Linked DNA regions of Danio rerio: region 1 is linked to region 2. A link is a contact called in public Hi-C data. All regions are on one chromosome and are shown on one strand. Each heading gives the region's core, a stretch centred on a gene start, on an enhancer-like site or on the middle of the called end of the contact. The rest is flanking DNA. Distances are from core to core; before and after follow the strand shown.

Region 1 (4,020 bases), core at 629-3,128, 380 kb before region 2:
GTTCGGCGGCGTCCAGTTCATCCTCACTCGGCTCATCCTCCTGCTTCATCGTTACTAGGTCCTCCATGTATTTCCGACCGCCCTGGTCGTAATAAATACTTGCTCGGCATGAAAATATCCCATCCATGATTCGATCGAACAAGAAAGGACGGTAGAACAGTAACGTTGAATACTAGGCAGGATTCAGGCCGGGTGCGCGCTTTCCTCTTTGTTTACCTCCGATGTTGTGAGCATGCGCAGAAACACCATGACAATTGTCGGGTCATTGGAAGTCTTTAGATCTGTGACCCATAATTTGAAGGAGAATAGTCCCTTTTCTTCGTCTGATACGGTTTAATGGCGGCTGACAAGCCAACAAGAAGCCTTGAGACTGTAATAACAAAAAGTGGAACTAGTTTAAAATATCTATCTATCTATCTATCTATCTATCTATCTATCTATCTATCTATCTATCTATCTATCTATCTATCTATCTTTGAGGTTGTAAATACAGCACTAATAAGCATTAAACTGTCCTCGTATCAGCATTTTTTTAAATATATATATAATTAGAAGTTGTATTACGTTTATTAAAATTTTATATTATTCATTTGTTATATTACAGTATTGCATGTATTACAGCAGGCTGACATGGGTGAGATGGTTTTGATTGTTGTTTTGTGTGTGTGGAAATGTTTAGGGTTTTACCTCGCTGAGAGATTCATAACAACAAATGTAGCAATTGATTTTGTCTCCTTTAAGTTGTATTTATATATAACGGTCACATAATACTGCCTTTACGTATGGGGACTGTGTTTCATTTAAATAAGGTGATTTGCAATTATTCTAAATAAAATTTTCAACTGTATATTGGTTTAAGCCATTCATTTAAGTTACAGCATGTTTTGTTTTTTTGTGCTTATTTGTCTTAGGTCAGTGTCACGTGGTGATTGAAAGTTACTGTTATTCAGAATAAATACAGAGCTTATTGTGATGATAAATATTTTTAGGTTATTGGGGTATATGCAGACTTTTAATTTTCAGCCAGCCCGGCGACTTCCGGTGAACTGTCAATACCGTCACGTTTAAGATCTGTTTTGATTAAAAAAAATAGATATATTATCTAATAGATATTTGAAATAAAGTGGGTCCCAGACTGGACAAGAAGCACTAAATTATTTTTTCCTTGCTATCACTTTAAAATATGAACCTTTATTTTACCTTCTTGAATGGAGTTCATGTGCTAGCATGCTGGTACTGACGACGGTTACACGGTTTATCATCTTGTTTTATGCTTGAACAACTAAATGAATTCTTACATTTATTTAACTGATAGTATGTTAATTACATTATAATTTCAAAACTGTTAAAGGAACCTTATAAACTTTTAAACTGTCACATTAACCTTTCACCGGAAGTTTACCGTTGGCTAAAAAACACTAGCTGTGCATATGGCCCATTGAATGAGTTCATTTAATTTTGCACGGACAGATGGGGATCTGCTTTGAGAATCCTTGTCCAGCAGATGGTGCAGTAAGCCTAAAAGAGACACAGTTTTTAGAACCCAATTTTCCCAGGATCTTACTCAAATACATTTCTAACACCATTACTTTAAACTGAATTTATTCATTAATTCTTTTGTTTCCATTTAACTTTAGTAAAATGAATTTCTAACATCATTAGCTACAAATGTACATTTTATGCATTTTTCTGCGGCTATGAGACTTTAGTACGTCTGTTACTGCGTAGACATTTTCTTTAACATTTATTACATTTTATTTAAACATTTATTTAATTATTTTACTTTTGAACTTTAAATGTGTGGGAAATAAAACTACTCAAAATCTGCGCTATGACTTTTATTTTGAAATTCTTCCTCTTTTCATGACTTATCTGGAAGTGGAAGCTTTTGTGAGCGGAAGTACATTAAGTAATAGTCGGTCTTCGTTGATCGAGTGCACCTTACAAGTCACTTCAAGGGGTGCTGCGCTTACCAGAGGTAAAACAGTGCCTAATTGTAGAGCTGTAATGTATACTTTTATACATACAGGAGTTATTAGTGATTTTCAAATGTAACGTTATTTTAGATTTTTTAAAATAAATAAAAACGACGAGAGCTCGGCTGAATTTGGCGCAGGGCAACTTGGCGGCTGCTTTGATTGTAACTATTGATACATTGCAATAATCTCCACTGGCGCTTCAGAGTCACTTTCTTATAAACACACTCTGACAGTGTATTCAAACATTCATCTTGGTTGGTCATGGTGTTGTGTTCACTAATACGCTTATGGAGGGCTTTACAGAGTCTGTGTGTTCATAAGAGGGTTTATGATGATGCCAACCTATAGTAAAATTGTGTTGTGCATAGTATCTTTGTGTGATCATGCATGTAATTATTAGGAAAAATAGCTGTTGTTGTATTGTCATATTTTGTATTTGTCTTTTTTCCTTAGGTTTAGGAGTTTCTCAAGATCATACCAGCAGCCATGGTGAGGCTCATTATCATCATTTCTGATATTGAAATAATAATGAAATGGGTGTTCCATGTAAAGAAATGAAATGGGTTCTGATAGTTATTGGTGTCTGGTAGGGCTGAACGTTATTGGAAAATCTGAGAAGACAATATTTTTATTTTTTTTGCAATATATATTGTGATATAAATACTATTTCACGAGATGGCCTGAATTTGAAAAACAAATCTCGAATATAAATTGATTGGGGTGATTTTGTAAGGGTGTGAATAATGTATAAAAATAAAAACAAATTGCAAGCAAGAATAAATACAATAGCGAAGAGGAAAAGGTAAGAGAGTCAGTCGAACAATTATTCAGGTAAATAAATTTTATAATACAATGTTAAATAAAACTGTATGGTCTTCATTGTAGTAATTCAGTAAATCTATTTTTTGTTAAAGTTACAAATGTTGTACATTTTTGTGCATGAATGCTTTAAACTCTCTTGAAATGTCTTTGTTGTAAAACATAAGCACTCTGTTATGGTTATACTTTGCAATGACTCCACAAATCTCATGTATTCCAAACTGTTGTGCTAATCAACTATAATCCCATTCCCAACTCAACATTGTGTATACTGCGATGTGACTATTGCAGACATATGCATTGTGATATCGATACAGGAACCAAATATTGTGCAGCCGTAGTGTCTGAGCTGCAAATAAATGTTATTTTGATCAATGAATCTTTTCTGATGTATATATATATATATATATATATATATATATATATATATATATATATATATATACACACACACACACACACACACACACACACACATATATATATATATATATATATATATATATATATATATATATATATATATATATATATATATATATGTGTGTGTGTGTGTATATATGTGTGTGTATATATATATATATATATATATATATATATATATATATATATATATATATATATATATATATATATATATATATATATATATATATATATATATATATATATATGAGAATAAGAGAGCAAGTTATATTTAAATATATATAATATAAATATTTTCCCAGTGATGGGTTGCAGCTGGAAAGGCATCCGCTGCGTAAAACATGTGCTGGATAAGTTGGTAGTTCATTCCGCTGTGGTGATCCAAGATTAATAAAGGGACTTAGTCGAAAAGAAAATGAATGAATGAGTAAAATAAATATTATTCCATTTCTAATTTATATATAAATTGTCAGCAGTGTTTATAAGGTAAAAGTTCATGAGCAATTTATGGCGTGTCTGCATTTGTAGTTATGTCCATGGATGAATAGGTCTGTTTATAATAATTATAATAATACAAAAGACAAAGGCATAAGCTAATATGACATAGATTAAAAAATTGCATTATTGATGCATATAAAACTTATAACATCATGTCCTGTAAAAGGTTTTGTAATTTCTTTAGAAATCTTATTTACACCCATTTTGAAAAACCTGTAGATTTGTACTAACAAGTTTACCATTCTACAATGGCTGTTGAATCAAATTTGGCATCAACATATAAAAATATATGGTTTTC
Region 2 (3,754 bases), core at 1,132-3,631:
TGACAGTCACTAGAGGTCATAGTCTTTAGCCTCCTTGGTAGAGCAACTGACTCCCATGTGGGAGATCGCCGGTTCGATACCAGCTTGAAGTGGGATGGGTGGCGTAGGACTGGCGGAGTTACATCAGCATATAAGAACAATGTGATTTTGATGTCTAAAAACGATATCATATGACATTGATATTTGGTTGAATCCAATGTCGATCCAACATCTTAAACCAACGTCATCTTGACATCAAATACTGACATTTATTCATCAGGTATGGCAACCAAAACCCAACATCTGATAAACGTGATAGTGGTAACGTCCACACAACATCGGTAATATTTGGTTGATTTTAGGTTGGATGCTGGAAATTTATGCCAGCCTGACGTTAAGTTCTGATAACCTGATTTTCATCTCCAAACAAAATGCAACATCTCCACAACGTTGAGGTACAATGTCAATCTGACGTCAGGTACAGTAAACATCCTTCATCTTCTCATCAATGACATGCATCTAAACAGTTTCTGGGTCATTGCATGTAACGATTTTGGACATCTTTTTGGACACTTTTAATGCTTCCAAACAGTTTGCTGCAATAATAAATCACCCTTGTCTTGAAGTAGTTCATTATAATAAGATTTACCTTCTATTCGTGATTTGATTGGACAGGAATCGCCGGACTGTTTTTTTTTAAATTTTAAATTTTTTGGGAGAACCGATATCTGGCAGATTTTAGCCCAACTCAAATTAAACAACTGAACAACCCAATCAAGGTCTTGGGTATATTCAGTTGAAGTCAGAATTATCATATCGAAAAATAAAATAGCTTAAAGGGGCTAAAGTCGAATTCCAGTCAAATTAAAACAAATAAGACTTTCTCCAGAAGAAAAACTAGATCAGACATACTGTGAAAATTTCATTGCTCTGTTAAACATAATTTGGAAAATATTTAAAAAAGAAAAAAATCAAAGGGGGGCTATTAATTCTGACTTCAACTGTTTAATGTAGAGTCAAGTTGAAGCTAAACTGCAGTTTCAAAGCCCCCTTAGTCTAGGACCATTTATAGTGCTCTCTGCTGTAGAACGTCAGAACTGCTCACTGACTGCTTGATCTGCAACAGAATGAGTAGCAGGACGCCCTCTGGTGGAGTTCTGTAGGCAACAAGTCTAGCATAAAATCAACATATACTGTGCCAAACTGCAAAATGGATACAACTAAAAATACTTCACTGTGCTATTGGCTGTGTGGATGCCAACAGCCCTAACTATCTTCAGCGATTCTCCTGCATTTAGGTCCTCACCTCTACAGCTCTTACTTTAGATTAGTAAAACACCCCAAACGTGTCAGGCTAGAGGGCGCCCGCGAGCATTAATGCAAGATAAGGTTTTGCATTTTTCAGATTCAAATAATGAAAAATTATTTATTTAAAGTTGTTTACTTTAAGAGGAGATAGCACTGCACATTCGAAAGACTGAATGGAAATATTTTCCACAAAAAAGCCAATTCGTAACAAATGTGACATTTGCTAAAAGTGTTTCGTGTGATTTTTGCTAAAAAAAAAAAAAAAAACGTCGGTCGTGTTCTTCACATTTCACTAATTAACTATTTTTTTCACTGACTTCACCGAGCATATAATTGTTTTATAATTTTGGTGACACACATATATTCTAGCGCATACTTGCATGAAACGCTATAGTTTCACCAAAACCAGTAAGAATATTGTGCCGTCTCTTGAAATTGTGACAATAACACACAAATTATGTTTTGAATCTCATATTGAAATATTTATTGTTTATTTGCTTTATTTATTTAATTTCCTGTAATGTGAGGTGACTTGTATTATGACACAGTTGAGAATCACACGGTTTGCGAGCGCACGCACACCGAGATGAGAGTCACGTGAGGCTCTGAACTCAACACCATGGCTTCTCAAGACAACAAAATATTCTCGACTTCTTAGGAAATTATTGTGCTGTTATGGTAGTTCATAAAGCACTGGAAATACATTTGATACATGCCGCGAACCTGGAACTGGGCACCGCGATGGCAGCTGTTCCAGTGATCAGTTGCTGACAAGCAGCAAACAGTGCAGAGGTGAGCAGCAACAACAACAGCTAGATGGACTGATTTCCTCTTATCCCAGTGTTTGCTTAACGGTAGTATATATCTAACGTTACTTACATTAACCTGACAGGCTGTGGTTTAATGCGTAGAGTAGCGCTCTGTTGTGTTTGTAAGTTAACAGTCGAGAACTGGCAGAAGTGCACTATTTCCTTATTCTCTGGTCAGAGGTTGAGAGGAACTAAAATGTTGCAGAAATTAGCGACACATTTTATCGCTCGTTATTTCTAGAAGCTTGTGTTTTGTATGCTTATGTTCTGGATATAACTAAGTACGTGATTTTGCTGTGTGGCGGAGATCAGTCACGGGGTAATGCATGACATTTTGTGTGATGACATCAGTGTCCTCGACAAATCATTAGTTGTTGCTAGACTGGAGATGATTTGATCTGTATGCTTCTCCTGTGTGTACAAATGGGCACACAACAACCATATTTTTAAGACAATGCATATTCTGCATTGTGTGTGTGTGTGTGTGTGTGTGTGTGTGCGCGCGCAGTTGAAGTCAAAATTATTAGTCCCCCTTTGACTTTTTTTCCTTTTTTTAAATATTTGCCATATTGAGCAAGGAAATTTTCACAGTATGTCATATTTGTTCTTATGGAGAAAGTCTTATTTTTATTTTGGCTAGAATAAAAGCTGTTGTTTTTTTCAATAGTCTGCAGAACAAACCATCATTATACAGTAACTTGCCTAATTACCCTAACCTGCCTACTAGTTAACCTAATTAACCTAGTTATGCCTTTAAATGTCACTGCAAGCTGTATAGAAGTGTCTTGAAAAATATCTAGTAAAATATTATTTGCTGTCATCATGGCAAAGAGAAAAGAAATAGTTTATTAGAAATTAGTGAATAATAGAACATAATAAAACTATTATGCTTAGAAATAAGTTGAAAAAAATTCTCTCAATTAAACAGAAATTAGGTGAAAAAATAAACAGGGGGGCTAATAATTCAGGATGTTTAATAATTCTGACTTTAACTGTATGTATAAATAGTATTGTTTTTATAGACATTAAAAATTATTTGCCACAAGCCTTTTTTTAAAGTGAACAACAAATGAAGACAATTGTAGACAGTCATAAAAGCAACTACAGTACCACAGAATGTAAATACAATGGGATTTTTTAGTTAGTCCTAGGTAAATAGAGACTATGTTGTCAATTAAATAGCAGCAAAAAATGTTTTTTTCTCCTCTTATTTTTTCCCATGTACAGATGTCGTTGTTTACACATGGATAATCTTTTTAAACCCACTTCAACAAACCCTAAATACTCTACCTAGTATATCGACAGTAATAATAATAAAATATTATTAAAAGAATAATAATAATAGAAAAAAACAGCAAAATTATATAAAATAAGAGTAGGGAAATAAAAATAACATAAAAATAGATAATAAAATAAAATAAAATGATAAATAGACAACCATAATGGGTGATACAATCAGGCATAGTGCTGTGCCATCCTACAATGGTAAGCTAACATAGACTAAGCATTGCAGTCTGGACAGAGAAAGAAAAAAAAAAACGGGAAATTACAGTTACATTCAAGATAAGTCACATTAGTTCCCAGGAAGTACATTAATAACTGAGAATTATGATAGTAAATGTTGCCAAACATATAAGAATTCGCTAGAACCTCTAATT

The links. Hi-C and Micro-C count contacts between places; a contact is called where the count stands out from the background.
Region 1: a contact with region 2 is called in a Hi-C map of hematopoietic stem cells, with 2.8 times the contacts expected there. The contact joins the promoter of ccdc9 here to the promoter of slc13a5b in region 2. A contact is called at or near these places in 4 of 18 Hi-C or Micro-C datasets (caudal fin, embryo, hematopoietic stem cells and 1 more) and 1 of 4 datasets of contacts at active chromatin or transcription factors (embryo).

Annotation. Positions count from the first base shown.
Region 1 is chr15:29,427,110-29,431,129 of GRCz12tu, reverse strand. ccdc9 (coiled-coil domain containing 9) reads left to right here and starts at 1,878. Exons shown (of 15, transcript NM_001075106.2): 1 at 1,878-1,978; 2 at 2,433-2,468. The coding sequence starts at 2,466. ppm1da (protein phosphatase, Mg2+/Mn2+ dependent, 1Da) reads right to left here and starts at 211. Exons shown (of 6, transcript NM_201090.2): 1 at 1-211. The coding sequence starts at 127.
Region 2 is chr15:29,046,884-29,050,637 of GRCz12tu, reverse strand. It overlaps slc13a5b (solute carrier family 13 member 5b), which reads right to left and starts at 2,381. Exons shown (of 13, transcript XM_073923769.1): 1 at 2,167-2,381. wdr81 (WD repeat domain 81) reads left to right here and starts at 1,850. Exons shown (of 12, transcript NM_001424091.1): 1 at 1,850-2,079.